Linked DNA regions of Mus musculus: region 1 is linked to region 2. Evidence: chromatin contacts called from public promoter capture Hi-C data. All regions are on one chromosome and are shown on one strand. Each heading gives the region's core, a stretch centred on a gene start, on an enhancer-like site or on the middle of the called end of the contact. The rest is flanking DNA. Distances are from core to core; before and after follow the strand shown.

Region 1 (4,284 bases), core at 1,005-3,504, 610 kb after region 2:
CTAAAGCCAGTGAGGCAAGCACCCAGGATTGTTTTTTCTCTCCCTCCTCCCCCGTTTAGCACAGGGAACCGTTTGTTTCTCATCTCTGTCTGCTGCCACCGCGTCGGTGCCAATCCTTCGGTCAAAATAAGCTTTCCTGAAATGAGCCATATTGTGGATTCTAAGGCTCTGGCACAGTAAAGGACGGCAGTAAGGCAAGAAGAGCGGGGGAGGAGACTGCGAAGGCTGGGTACTGACTGGGGTGACCACCTTAGGGGCGGGTTTACCCTCTCCGGAGAGGATGAGGAGCGGTCTCTCTCCTACAAAGAGAGATGCCCAAGGCGTTCTTTTAACCCCTTTCACATTTAAGAGAACATTATGCCACCGAATGGCAGGGAACAAGGGCAGGAAGAAGAAAATGGGGCCTAAACGTCTTCTCTCTGCACCCGAACAAGATGCAGCTGGAGGAGGGGAGAGCTGGCAGCTCGCGGGACCTCTCCGACACCAGTCACAAGCCTCCTTCCTCACCCCGGAGGCCTGAATCCGCTACCAGGGAGGAGGGCGCCCCCTCCCTAACTCCCACTCTCAAGGGGGTTTAACTGCCAGTTTCCCCTTCCACAACCCCAAAACCCGCCATAATGCCCCAGTGCCAGGGACAGGCAGGAGAAAGGACAAATTCCATTTCCACAAGCGACGTGGCCCCAGCACAGGCGCCTGGGGTTCAGTGTGGACGCCCGGCTCCCGAAGGACAGCGACCCTCTCTCCCTAGAGCCCTAAGTCCCCCCACCGTGGACCCCACGACACCCACAGACACGACAGGCACTGACCTGTGATGGTCACACACCAGACACCCGAACCCTGTTATCGGCTCGACCCCGGGCGAGGTTCTCCACACCTCAGCGCTCGGTCGACCCCCGACGACAGCCACTGCGGTCGCAGAACCGACTCCACACCCCCTCCCCAAGCAGCAGCGCGCAGCGTCTTCAGTGGGAACCCAAGAGTCGGGCACTGCGGGCCACGGCAGGAATGACGAGGAGACGCTGAGGCTGCTCCGAGTGTCTATGCCCCCTCTGCTGCCGCTCCCGAACGCAGGCTCGATCTCCGACTCGGCCCCCTGCGCCCGCTCAGTGTCACTGCTTCTCGCTCTGGGAAAATGGCGGCGGCGACGGCGGCGGCGGCGGCGGCAGCGGCGGCGGCGGCGGCGGCAAGCGCACGGGGCCCGCCCGCCCCGCTCCGCAGGGGCAGGGGGGAGGGGACGAAGCTACTCGCCGCCATCTTGGTTATGGGCTGCGGCCCGACGCGGCCTCTCCGCCGAGGCGTGGAGACGTCACGCTAGAGGCCGCGAGCTGGCCAGACACTCCGTCTTTCCCACAACAGGTGCATTCATCCATCCGCCGACGGTTGGGGAGGTCTTGCTAGCTGGTGGGCTTGGCTCTTTACCCGTTGTCCCCGAGTAGCCCTCAAGCCTGGATGTAGGTGAGCGTGAGGATGCTACTAGTGGGTAGAAGGATGACAGCAGGGACGGGGACGACCCCCCTCCCATCACTTCCTAAGGTGATGCACTTGCTCCTACCCCCCAAGCAGCCTCAGTCCCGGCAGCCCCCTCCCCCCGGCCTGGCCTGCCAGCTCAGGGTGAGCCCGGTCGGATTGTCACTCGACGCCCACTAGTGGCTGAGGAGGCTCCAGTGCGCAGGCTCCGGGCACCGGATAAAAGCGGAGCTGGCGAGTCCCGCGCTGTCTCGATGGAGGAGCGAGAAACGCAAGAGGTCGGGGGGAGAAGCCGCAGAAAAAATTGCAGCCATCGTCAGCGCCGCCTCCCTGCCACCGTGTATGGGGTAAAAGCTGCCGTTGCCGCTGCCGGTGCAGTCGCTGCCGCCGCCTCCTATACTTCTTAGCACCGGGGAAGGATTCCCCGCCGCGGGACAGTGTGCTGGGCGGGGAGCGGGAGTTCGTTTGTGTGGCGGTGATTAAACGAGGGAGGGACAGAGCTGGTTTCTCGAACCGAAAAGGGGAGGCCAAGGAACAAAACAGGGTTCTCCACTAAAATCACACAGCGATTACGGATCTGGCTTTGGGGGCCTTTCCCCGGAATGGCGGTTTCCGTCTTCTTGGCCCGCAGCACGACCTTGGGTGCTCCGTAAGAGGAGTGGGGAGAGGCAGAGGCGGTGTCGGCAGCCAATCGGCGTCTGGTGATTTCTGTCGGGCGCGTAGGGATTGGCTGACGATGACCTCATGCTGCAGCAGCGGGTGGGGCCAGAGTCGTCGGGGGTGGCTGTTGCAAAGGCAGAGAGTGAGAAGTGATGACGGTGATCGTTGTCGCCGCGTCTTCTGTGGAACCCAAGCAGTGCCGAAGGAAGTCGCAAGGCTCTTCCCCGACCTTTTGCTCCTCTCCCTGCGCGAGGTGAGGGCCCTGGCTCGGCCTCTGCGAGACTTTGGGGCGCTGGTGCGGCCGTGGAGGCGCAATTTCTCCTGTGACTTTTGTAACTGCGTCAGGGCAAGATGGCGCTGGGTCTCCTTGGGGCGCGGGGGGAGAGGCACGTCCACCGCCGCCGCAGCGCATGTGACCGGCTGCATTCCTGTGGGGTTTGGCGGGGACCCAGGCAGGGCGGGGGAGGGGACCGGGTTTGGGCGGAGGAGATGGTGGTGCGGTCGGCGTTGGCTGCCCGAAGAGGAAGAGATGACTGTTTGAAAGCTCTTCCCCTCCCCCACTCCCCGCAGCAGAACTGCTGCGGGGGGGGGGGGAGCCCCTGAAAGGACACTCCTTTCGGGGTGTGCCAGCCACTGGTGGAGGAGAAGGTTTGACGCCTTCTTATATCTGCCTTTCTCCTTGCAAAGTATGCTTACGTAAGGTGGCAGTTCCCTCCTGTAAGCCAACTAGGAGGCCCTGAGTGTCACTGGTATGGGTAACAAGGACAGGTTAGGCTCTGAAGGCACCACAGGTAGGAGTGTTGATTATTTCAGACAAAACATAAAGTTTGGGGGGTCTGAATAGAAGACTACAGCATTCTCAGAGTTTGAAAGCAAGTGAATAACACCCAGGAACACTTAGGGTTTCTAGGCAGACAGCGATTAAGGACTGCATCACAGTCTGAACGGAAGGGCCCTGTCAAACCTTCTCCTTAGATTCTTTGTGTTCATTACCCTCCCTGTCTGTACATCCCGTGAGAGAGTTTAAGTAATCTTACTGGTGAGGGTTGCCTTTTCAAATATAAGTATTCTTAGTAATTTTAGTATTTTGTTCTGTATGAAACTGAAAGGTCATTTTCTATACTTCACGTTGCATTTTGTCGTCCTTTTAAAAATAAAAAATGGAATTACAAATGCTTCTGGTAAATATTCGTTAAAGCTCTCTATCCTGCGTCTTTAAAGCACATTTGCAATAGCATAAAACGTATTTTTAGTGGGACTTAGGGATGGGAATGAGGGCTCGAATGGGTTTTGCTATTTAATAGCCTAGACTAGCTTGGAACTCATACTCCTGCCCACCCTCCTATTGCTAGGATTACAGGCTCTGCCTGGGTACTATTTCAACAAAACACTGTATTTGGTGCTGAGAGAAAATGAATGCCTACTAGGCCTAGAAACTTCATTAACCTGGGCCATGGTTATGTTAATTTATGTTTATTTTTAGCGGTAGACTCTTTGTAGTTGGAAATCAAGATTTGGTTTGTAGCATTTTTGTTATTAGGTAACAATGAGAATGAGCGAAAGTCAGTATTTTAAATGGAGTTATGTATTACAAAGAGTTTAACAAATTCAAAGCTTTTTGTTCCTGCTTATCTATTAAAATGGACATTTTGTATAATTGTGGAATAACCTTTTTTGTTTCTCTGTCAATTCCCTTGCTCCTTTATCCTAACATCATTTTTTTTTCCTTAGAAAAAGAACTAAATATGAAGCCGTTTGTGTTAATAAGGGAAAGAGGCCATTTTTTAGGCAAATGGAGATGAATCCTTTGTATGCTTCCAAATTCCTTCCAGTTATTGACTCCATGAAATTCATAAACTCTTAATATTTCTTTACCTTTTTTTTAAACTGGCATTTCAAATTCTTGAGCTAGACATGATAGCACAAAGTCATCTCAAAAAGATTACAGAATAGTACACAACCTTTATTTTTATTTATTGTTCACTTGTAATCTTAACAACAAATTTGCTGAGGTGCTAAAATACTTATCATCTCAAAGTAGACGTGTGTATTTGTTCCTGTCTGGAGGAACCCTTCCCACCCACGTCCAGGAAGACAGCTTTAGTGTCCTCCATGCCTCTTCAAACTCCTCACGTGCTTTGGTCCATTGTTCATAAT
Region 2 (4,311 bases), core at 338-2,837:
GAAGCCAAAGCATATTCATATAGGAAAGCAGTATGCAGGGATAGACATGAACCAACCAGAGCTACAGGAAGCATATGGAGTCTGCAAAAACAATATTGAGAGACAAAGACAGAGCTGAAAGTCTAAGTCCCATATGATTTCACCTCATGAAATTGAACAGGTAGAGGTAAACTAAAGTGATTTGGCGGGGTGGGGTTGGGGACGGTGACACGGGACGGTGGTTGGCAATAGATCCAACTGGGATCGCAGTTGGTCAGCATGGTTTTTAACTTGGTTGCAGAGTGTCCCCAGTGATACTGTTGAGTAAACTGTAGTTTTGGTATTTTACTTTTTTTAACATATATGTTGTACAGTAGTCCCCCTGCCTCACCCAAGATTTTGTTTCCTAACTTTTCAGTTGCCCATGGTCCATAGTAGTATGAAAATATTAGTGGGGATCCTAGAAATGAGTCACTATGAGTTTTAAATGTTGAGCCACTCTGAACAGCACAGTGAAATCTTAGGCTGGTCTGCTGGTTACCACCAAGAACAGGAAGCATTTGTTTGTTCAGCACCATGTGTGCTGCCTGCCCATTAGCCCCTAGAGCTGTCTTAGAATCTGGACTGTCTCACTATCACAGCCTTGTTCAAGCACCATTCATTTTACTTAATAATCCCCAATGTATAAACATAGTGATGGTGGTAGTAAAATTACAGAATATACTGAAATTATTTTTATTAGATTATTGTTGTCTATTTCTCAATTTGCCTAATTTATGAGCTAGACTTCATCATGGGTATACATATATTGAGAGAAACCCATAGTATGTATAGGGTTTGATATTGGGCTCATATACCCAGGCATTCTGTGGCAAGGTTTTGGAATACGTTCTCTGTCAGGGAACAGCACACTACTGCATTTCAAAATTATCTTATTTTCTAAAGATGTTTTTGCTGTTTTTATGTGTATGGGTGTTTTACTTGCTTGCTTGTCTGCGGACCACATGCATGTAGTGCTTACAGAAGCCAGAAGAGAGCGTCAAATCGCTCAGAACGTGAGTTATAGAAGGTCGTGAGCAGCCATGTGTGTGCTAGAACTTGAACCTGGGTCCCCCGGAAGAGCAGTTGGTGCTCTTGACCACTAAGCCACATCTGCAGCCCCTGCATTTCTACTGTAGAATGTTACAGTAGCAGAGCTGGTGGGACTAACCCAGCTCCGTACAGCCTGCCGCACCTCCATCCTTTGTTTCACCTGCTTTCCTTCAATGGTCTCCCTCATTCTTCACAGTCTTGGGTCATGTCTTCTTGTCCACAGTCCTCAGAGCTCTCTAGCCCCATCCAGTGCAGATTTCTACACTTTTCTTTCCAATATTCTTTCTTAAGAATAACCATTGAATCTCCTGTAAGTTTTTGGCAGATGATCTTGCTAAAAAAATCCAACACTGCATAAGCAAAATCTTTGGGTGACTTTAAGGCTTGGAGCCATGGTCTAGCCTATGGGGTAGAGGTTTCAAGAATGACACCCTACGAATAACACAGAGTAGCTAGCCAGACCATGTCTCTGCTGGGGTAAAAAGAGAAAGTGAAAGATTGTGTGTGCTTTGGCTTTGCCAGGACAGAGGCTGAGAGACATCACGTGATGATGAACCGGGTCACTTTTACAGGTGGAAGGAGAAGCGGAAGCTGGCTTTTGTAACTGATTTTGTAGCCATGTTCTGCCCTGTTTTGGACACTTCCTTGGCATAAGTATTAGGGTGTGGTGATGACTAAGCAGATGAGAACGGAATTAAAACATGGAAGTATTATTCATATGGTGGACTCCCTTGGCCTTTAAAACCCAGAGCTGCTGTGGGGTGTGCCTCTCCTCACTATCCTGTTCATCCCTCTCTGGGCAGCTGGGCTCATGACCCACCCTTCCTCCAGTGTCTGTCTTATTCAGTTGCTTTGGGCATTAAAAAGAGCTCAGCAAGGCAACCAAAGATGTGTGTTCCTTGCTACTCCTGCTTTCTGATACATGGGAAATATTTATTTAAGTATTTTGGAGATATTTAAGGTGGCACCCAACGAAATATGAAGCTAAACATAATTGCAATATATTGTTCTTGTGAACAGAGCGAGTGGTGGGAAACGGGGCCCCTCCCATTTCCCAACATGTACCCCGTGGCTATGCAGAGAAGTGTGCAAATCTGAAAAGAAACCATAAACCAAAATGAGGCGGGGGAAGAAAGCTTGCCGTCATTTTATGTGCTCCTTTAATTTGTGTTTCTGAACTTCCTCTGTGGGCCAAGCATTTTATTACTGCAGGGGACTCAAGACAAACCACAGTTCAACTTCCTCTGGGGCAGTCATTGTTTATCACATTTACCAGCATATTTTCTGTTGCCTGGGATCTCATCTGGCAATGCAAACTGATGGACAGGCTCACGGTTCTATACTGAACATTCCCTAGTGAGGTCTTTTGGTTGCATGCACCAACAGGAGCTTCTTTGTAGGATTCAGGAGCACCTTCCTTGGTTCCTCCCCTCCTCTCCTCTCCTCTCCTCTCCTCTCCTCTCCTCTCCTCTCCTCTCCTCTCCTCTCCTCTCCTCTCCTCTCCTCTCCTCTCCTCTCCTCTCCTCTCCTCTCCTCTCCTCTCCTCTCCTCTCCTCTCCTCTCCTCTCCTCTCCTCTCCTCTCCTCTCCTCTCCTCTCCTCTCCTCTCCTCTCTTCTCTTCTCTTCTCTTCTCTTCTCTTCTCTTCTCTGGCAGGGTTTCTCTGTATGTAGCTCTGGCTGTCCTGGAACTCACAGAGATCCTCCCGCCTCTGTCTCTGCCTCCGGAGTGCTGGAGGAGTGCCTTTTAGAGAAGTTTGAATAATGCATTGGCTAAGAGTAAAAAGGAAGAATGTTTAATGGAAGTTCACTTAGGAAGAATTAACAACCAGCAATGTACAGTCTGATTTTGCCTAATCTTAAAAAAAATAATTTGTACTTCCTCTTATTTGATTATACAACTTAACATTGTGACCTGGAGAGATGGCTCAGTGGTTAAGAATGCACACTGCTCTTGCAGAGGACCTGAGTTCTATTTCCCACACCCACAGGCTGCCCACAGCAACCTTTAACTCCAGCTTCAGGGCCATTCAGTGCCCCCATGGGCACCTGCACACACATGCCCATATCCACACACAGACACATACATGCATGTATACACATAATTAAAAATAAAATAAATCTTTTATGAGACATCTTTTAGAACACTTAGTAAAATGAAAACGTATGAAGAAACAAAGGTTGTGATTTCTCCATGTTTGTGCAATGCTGGTTTGTCTTCTTGTGAAACTGTGACATTGTCACAGTTATTATAACTGTTATTATAAAGCTTCATACCTTTCTAGTGTGATGAAGAAAATGTCTTTTTACTAGATCACAAAATATTTCCAAAGAGACAACTTACAAAAGAGACATGATAGTCCTCCTTCAACAATAATTCTTTTGGGAGACACTGGCTAATATCATATCTTAGGAGATAACAAGGGTATTTTCATTTTCAGTTACTTGAGAGGAGTGAGTCATTTGAATTCTCAGACGTATCTTTATGGCTTATCAATAAGTATGACAGAGGTGAACTCCTTTCCTAAAAGACAAGAGAAAGTAATTTCTTCCCTTTCAAATTCCTATGATGACAGTTTAACTTAAGAGTGCTTACTGCCCTGGGATTTAACCCAGGGCTTTACGTGTGCCAGACAAATGCTCTGCCGCTGAGTTGCACCCTAGCACTGGTCTTTTCTTTTCCATTTAAGATTTGGAGTTTGCTCTCTTCTTCTTCCCTGGGATATTATTTCTAGGAATATGTATAAGGAACATTGAAGAGTAAATTCTCTTTGCAAAATGAGATCCATCTAGCTTACCCATCTGAAGAGACAGAACAACTCAGGTTTTCCTTCTACACACCCATGACACAGATCATCCCCCATGATCCCAAAATGTGTGAGGACTTCTCCCCGCCAGCAAGCCAGCAAGCAGCTGTGTGACAAATACAAGATGAGCGTTTTCTACTATACCTCAGTTCTGACTTTTTTTTCCTCCCTAAGGCTGAGAGGCTCAGATGCCAGGAAAAAATACAGGCCTTCAAAATTTCTGATTATCAGACTTACATTTGGAGCTCTCATAACCTCTTCCTAGGTTTGACTAATTTGCTTTAAAAGACCCATAGAGCCCAGGGAAACATTAATATTACTATGCCTACTAGTTTCCTATGAATATTTAAAGCCAAACAGATAAGCAGGTAGACAAAGAGATGCACGAGCCTGGATGGGAGGTGTCTCTGGTCTCCAGGGCAGGAGCCTCTGTGCC

What was found. Promoter capture Hi-C pulls out the DNA fragments that hold promoters and counts their contacts.
Region 1: a contact with region 2 is called in a promoter capture Hi-C map of pre-B cells. The contact joins the promoter of 5031425E22Rik here to the enhancer-like site in region 2. A contact is called at or near these places in 2 of 39 promoter capture datasets (cranial neural crest and pre-B cells), 2 of 115 datasets of contacts at active chromatin or transcription factors (microglia and thymic regulatory T cells) and 1 of 9 other capture datasets (liver).

Annotation. Positions count from the first base shown.
Region 1 is chr5:23,431,306-23,435,589 of GRCm38.p6, reverse strand. It overlaps 5031425E22Rik (RIKEN cDNA 5031425E22 gene), which reads left to right and starts at 2,254. Exons shown (of 3, transcript NR_165300.1): 1 at 2,254-2,380. Kmt2e (lysine (K)-specific methyltransferase 2E) reads right to left here and starts at 1,126. Exons shown (of 26, transcript NM_026984.2): 1 at 807-1,126.
Region 2 is chr5:24,037,002-24,041,312 of GRCm38.p6, reverse strand. No RefSeq gene overlaps it. Among named protein-coding and RNA genes, the nearest start is that of Fam126a, 8.5 kb to the right of the region's middle. Within about 2 kb of position 1,587, at least 144 of the 459 cell types and tissues checked have an H3K27ac peak or open chromatin away from gene starts, as enhancers often do. A contact at or near this core is called in liver and pre-B cells, where this site is marked.